Regions from separate parts of the Scleropages formosus genome. Here region 2 is linked to region 1. The links are chromatin contacts, called in public Hi-C maps. All regions are on one chromosome and are shown on one strand. The core of a region is the stretch at or near the end of the contact, and the rest is flanking DNA. Distances in the headings are between cores, read along the strand shown.

What was found. A called contact is a pair of places that touch in the nucleus more often than the background predicts.
Region 2: a Hi-C map of muscle shows a contact between it and region 1, with 2.7 times the contacts expected there. The contact joins the promoter of LOC108930817 here to the promoter of LOC108930781 in region 1. A contact is called at or near these places in 2 of 2 Hi-C or Micro-C datasets (both in muscle).

What each region holds. Positions count from the first base shown.
Region 1 is chr5:6,358,644-6,361,781 of fSclFor1.1, forward strand. It overlaps LOC108930781 (CLOCK-interacting pacemaker-like), which reads right to left and starts at 1,334. Exons shown (of 4, transcript XM_029252302.1): 1 at 1,057-1,334.
Region 2 is chr5:6,504,905-6,508,052 of fSclFor1.1, forward strand. It overlaps LOC108930817 (WD repeat-containing protein 20), which reads left to right and starts at 1,323. Exons shown (of 4, transcript XM_018746230.2): 1 at 1,323-1,593. The coding sequence starts at 1,345.

The DNA.
Region 1 (3,138 bases), core at 84-2,583:
CCCAACGGTCCCAGGTTCGAATCCCACCTCCTGCTGTAGTACCTACCCTAAGTTACCTCCAGCAAAGGTTACCCAGATCTATAGGTAAATAATTGCAGACAGACTAACGCTGCCAGTGGCTTTGGAGAAAAGTGCAAAATTCCCGCAATGTAACATTGACAGGTGCGCGCGCGACGCGTTCAAAGGGAGCCGCGAGCTGCCGATCCGATTTTCTTCTCGCACAACAACATTCTTTAACTGAACAGAGAGCCTGGCCTGTAGGGAAAGGAAGCGCGAATAAAGAGCGGTCTGAAGGGTGACACTGACCGAGTGCGAAACACACCGGACACCGGACACCGGCTTCTTACTTAAAGTTAAACCATCCACCGCCAGGAACACACACACACACATTTCGTCATTTTCCTTCCAGGGCACTTTTTTTCGTAATAGCTTTATGCTCAAAGCCACACACAGTCCTGCTTTACTCCATTTTTTTTTTTACTATATCAATCAGGGTAAGAACCGCAGCGCCGCGGCAAAGGGCGCTTCGCACCTTGAAACGTCCACAGCAGAGTAAATGCGGTAAACACAGCGGATGCCGCCGACAGCTCGTACTCGTCTGACGGCGGTAAAACAGTTAGGAACGAGTAAAGACGGGCAGAGAAGAGAGAAACGCAGTGAACGCGGCAGCCATGGAGGTGTAGCAGAGGGCTCGAGTCCCGCGGGAGGAGCGGATCGGAGCGGCACTTTGAACGCGCACTCAGTCGGCTACAACAAGGGGCCTGTTTTACTGTCTCGGCTCCGTCTCTAACGCAGTCGCTCGCGTTCGGACACAGTGAATCCAAATCGGGTCGCGTTTAATAACCTTCTCGTCTGACTCTTGGATCATCGTCGTCGATCCGATCGATGATCGTGTTGCTCTCACGGCGTTGCAGAGTTTACAAATTATTTTACACAGTTAACTGCAAACACAGACACTTCAAGTTCAGGAAAACGAAACGTGAACGACATGATCATCATCATCATCATCATGTATCGTGTAACTGCAGCCGGGCGGGAAAACGAGCACAAACTGACCGTAGCGAAGCAGAGACGCGTCGGTCGGTCGGTCGGTCGGTCGGGTCGCTCACGCAGCTCGAGTCGCACACACGGCACACGACACAAGACACATGGCGCGGAGCAGGTGACAGCGGACGGAGCCCTGAGTCAGCGCGCGCTCACGTGCACAGGGGGCGTGTCTTCACGGCTCGTTCGCCCCCGTCACGTTATTCGCCCCACATCCCCAACGCTCAAGCACGCGATCCAGCTAACGGCGCCGCTCGTTTCGGTGGGCGGCGCTTCCGGGGGGGACAATATCGCACCGCTTCCCGTTGCCGTATCGATGCTTTCTCCCGTCGTTTCCAGCGCGGGGGCGTGGCCGCACGCGCCTCGAGCGGAAGCGTCAGCCTGACGTACGCGTAGCCCCGCCTTTGTTTATTTTTTTTTGGCGCGTTTCCGCCTTGGCTCGCGACGTGGGCGCGAGCCGAGAAACGTGAGCGCCGGAGGAGTCGAGCAGCTGCTCGGTGTCGCTGCGCTCTCATTTATTGTAGGGAGCTTGGAAGTGCAGATGTGGTGGAGAAGCGCGCCGCGCATAATTAAATCAAAACACCGACGTGTTTGTCTGGGGAAAAAAAAAACATAAGGCAAAGATGGAGGCTTAATTACAACCGATCGCTGTTATTTTTCTTTTCTGTCATCTGTTTTATTTAAAATTTACGTTTACCGTAAAAAAATCTGGTTACATAGTTAAGGACCTCTGTCCTCCTCGAGAGTACAACAGAAGCACCCCCTAGACATGATCCTCAGTGATGTCCCTGCATCTGCCATCACTGCATGATGATATGGCTTCAGCTCAGTCTCACTCTTCGTAGCATCTTGTTCAAACTGCAGTCTTTTTTTGTTTTTTTGCCAAAATGCAGTTGCTATGGATTGTCAGTTATTCCGATATATATTAGGTAACAAAAGCATACATTACAAGACAGTATTATGCAGGCCAAAACAAACTGATTCCATAAATACTACACTAGATGAGTCTTGAGTTCTAACAAAAAAGGCAGGTAAATCATGCTCTTCACTGTAATTTTTGGTAACATTAAGTTTATAAAGGTTCACATTTCTGTCGTACCAAAAAGGTTGCGGTGGATTCAAGTGGCAGCGGTACGGTGGTGTGAGAGAACGTGGGTTCGGCCCTAGCTTAGCCTCTGTGAAGTTTGCATATTCTCCTTGTGTTTCTGTGGATTTCAGCCGGGTGCTCTGGTTTCTTCCCACAATCCAAAGACATGCACTTCAGGCAGACTGATGACACTAAATTGTCAGTAATGTGTGAATGGGTGAGTGAGTGAGTGAGTGGCCACCCTGTGACGGACTGGCATCCTGTCCAGGGTGTACCCCTCTCCCCACCTTGTGCCCAGAGCTTCTGGGATAGGTTCCTGTTCACTGTGACCATGCCCAAGACAAGCAGTTACAGAAACTGAATGGATGTGCTCAGACAGGTTACAGCATGAGGCAAAGTTTCAAAAATACTTAATATATTGTAATATATAATTATATAAATATTTAATTAATATTGTTAATATAAAGGATATAGGGGGGCATGGTGACATAGCTAGTAGCACTGCTGTCTCACAGCACCTGGGTGGTGTGAGAGGACATGGGTTTGATCCCCACTCAGTATGTGTGGAGTTTGCATGTTTTCCCTGTGTCTGCATGGGTTTCCTCTGGGTGCTCTGGTTTCCTCCCACACTCCAAAGGCATGCTGCTCAGGTTCCCCCATAGTATGTGAGTGACAGAGAGTGTGTGTGTTCCACTGATGTGTGGATGAGTGACCCATTGTATGTAGTGTATCTAGCAGTGTAAGTCAAAACGGTGAATAAGGTGTGTGGGCTGATAACACTACATAGAGTTCATTGGAAGTCGCTTTGGAGAAGAGCATCTGCTAAATAAATAAATGTAAGTTTTCCATCCTCTTAGTTTCACATGCAAATTCTACAGAAAAATTCTAGTGTCCATGCTACCATCTCTTCAGCACCAATAAGAAAAACCACTTAAATGTAAATGATTCACAGGTATTCCCTTCCATGTAAATGAGTCATTGTTTTTACTGAAAAGTCCTGTATGAAC
Region 2 (3,148 bases), core at 73-2,572, 150 kb after region 1:
CAGAACTATTGCAAAAACTCCCAGGACCTAGTCCTTCTCCCAATTGGAGTATGATGGCCAGTGGCACCTACTCAGTCACAAAAAGGGTGACTGTAAAGTTTACCTTTTTGGAGGCATTTGAGGAAAAACATGTTCAGAGTGCCTGGGAGGAGAATAGTTTTAGTTTACTTGTTTGCCTTATTACCAGAATGAACCAAAACAGAAATGGACTTAAGTCCTGCAGCCAACCTCTGCCCCACAACTGCCACAGTACAGTTTCTGTGTTAATATTTAAATTAAAAAAAAAAATAAAAATGCATATTTCCACCTGGAAATTCCAGAATCGCTGCCAAAAAAGGGTACGCAGCATAAACCCTGAACAGGCATACGCTGTAAATACTAAAATATGCAGCATAGCCACAAACATACGTTCTCATTCGCAAATTGCTCGGAAAGACATCTTCCAACTCCGGGAAAAAACAAAAGCACCCGGGAAGAGGGGAAAAAATGCAAACCCAACAACGTTGGATTCAAACCTACACTTGAACTGCCCCCGTCACATTCCTGCTCTCTATTAAATTTATTCAGATAACTTCAGCTGCTGGTCCATGGAAAAATCTGAAGGAATATGCATTTCTTTGTCCTCATACATTGGGGTTATATGGTACAATACATTATTTACCGTAGGCAGGGACGTTACCCCCCACCATTCAAAGAAAGCCTAACGCATCTGAATAATTCCACTGAATCCTACTTAAGGGTCTTGGTTTCCACTGGACAGACTGCTGAGAATTTCAGAGGACACTTCCGGGCCAACCTTCTAGAAAAGACTTTCTTCTCGTTAACCCTAAAACAAGCTACTTGTTGCGCACCGGTTTGTCTCGTTTGTCACAGTTCAATGGAACCCACTGTTCGACAATTGAGAATGTCGCGTCTAATAATATCTGTAATCCAGATTTTCTTTATTTTTGCACATGGTGACTGTTTTGCATATTATTGTTATGGTCTTGTTCTTCGCCGTCGTACAGCTATACTCAATACTGCTGTTTTCTGTGTCTGGCGCCGAATTCTTCTTGCAATCCAGCATGCATACCATACATTATACTAGCAAAAACAGAATTCGGAGAATTATATTATTACATTTGTGGTCAATTCCGCAATAACCTGGCTCTTCGTATGTGTAAGCACAAAACGACAAACTACACGACAGAGCAGCTTTCGCGAAAACTCTACAAAAGTTCTGCTTCGCCGGAAACGCGCGTGAACTCTGGCGTCAGCTGACAAGAAGGCGACTGGCCTGTCCAGAGCGCGCATGCGCTGTGAGTAAGATCCGGACTCGAGGCAGGATGAATACTAATTTCCAAGATGGCGGCGGAGGGAGGAGGGAAGGAGATGAACGAAATTAAAACTCAATTCACCACTCGGGAAGGCGTGTATAAACTCCTCACTCACTCTGAATACAGCCGCCCCAACCGGGTGCCTTTCAATTCCCAGGGCTCTAACCCTGTTAAAGTCTCCTTCGTTAACGTCAACGATCAATCTGGTAACGGCGAGAGAATCTGTTTCAATGTGGGCCGGGAGCTGTACTTCTATATCTACAAAGGCGTCAGAAAGGTAACGGGCGTCGAGGTGCCTAGGCTTAAGCTGCGCTGTTCCTTGTCTCCTGTGTGAATGAATGAAGTCAAAAAGCGCTGAGGCACTTCGGGTTTCTTCAGGCGCCGCGCCGGTGGTGCAGCTCGCGCGTCACACTCGTGTCGTGAGGTGCTGTTTGTGTGTCGCGCGCAAGCAAGCGCCACCGCTGCTGTGGTGGAAGGGCCTCGCGCTCCGCTCACGAGCTGCCCACGAGCTGCCGTCCGGACTGTGGAAGTGACCGTGGCTGTCGGAGTGGGCGTGCCGGAGTCGAGCGCCACTTCTTTAGCAGTTTTGCTCACACTCTGCTGCGTTGTGCGTGTGTGCGGTATTTGCCTCCACTGCAGTTGCCATGCCGACAACGACGCCCCTTTTACTGTCTGCATGATCCTCATCACTTAAAAAGTGTGACACCCACATAGCAAGAAGAAGTTGTGTGTGCTGGTGCTGGGTGGAGCAGTACTTTGTACTTTGAAAGATGGATAAGATGACTGAGTCCTGAAGGAAAGTGCACACCTGTGTGAGCTTTGGACACAACTGTGTTCTTTTCCTCTCTGGCATCATTGTACGTTTTACACCACAGCAGTAATTTAAAACTGTACGACTTGTGCCGGCCGGGCACACAAAGAAAGTATATAATCAGTAATGGACTTCGGGACCTTTTACTTTGCCTGTTGGGTAAACGAAAGGAAACCAGTTTGTACGTATTAAGATATTCTGGAAAATACTCTGCTGCTGAGCCAGATTTATTGGCACAGTGTTGTAGAATGCAATAACTGAAAATTAGTGTTTGAATGTGTGTGATGCTACAGGGCTATAGCTGAAGCTTTTTTTTTTTTAAAGAATTTAGTTACAATAAAGCAATGAATCTAGGTTACACTGAAGTGCTGTCAGTGGCATTTATGAAGTGTCTTGTTATGACTATATGCTTCACGCTGATGCACCTTAGTCTGCTGGAGCATGGCAAGAAAACAAGTACTGTTTCATAATGGGAGTTTACTATTTACCTAGATAACATTGGCAAAAAAAATCTTACAAAGTTTCACATTTTTTATCAGGCAGTCCCAGTCAGTTTTTATTTTTTATTTTTTTTTAAATTTCTTCTAGAAATATCTATGGATTTGAATACTTTTCCTGTTCAGATTCCTTTAACACTGGTCCTGTGATATTTAGCATCTGTTGACTGAAGATACCAATTTGAGTTCCATTTGAAATCTGTTTTGTGGCTGGAATTCATGTTTGTATCCAGAAGATTGCCGGTCCAAGTTCAACCATTGTATCCTTGAGTAAGTTATTTAACCTGAATTTCCAAGTAAAACGCTTACTAGCTTTGTGTATACAGGAAGAGGTTTATATTTATTCATTTAGCTCATGTTTTTCTCCAAAGTAACATACAGTGTTATCCTGCTTACAGTTATTTACCCATTTATATAGCCGAGTAATTTTACTGGAGCAATTTAGGGTGCGTACCTTGTACTGCGGCTGAAAGTGAGACTCCAAAGGTAGCAGCTGTAACCAGTATGCTACCAGCTGAGGTTAA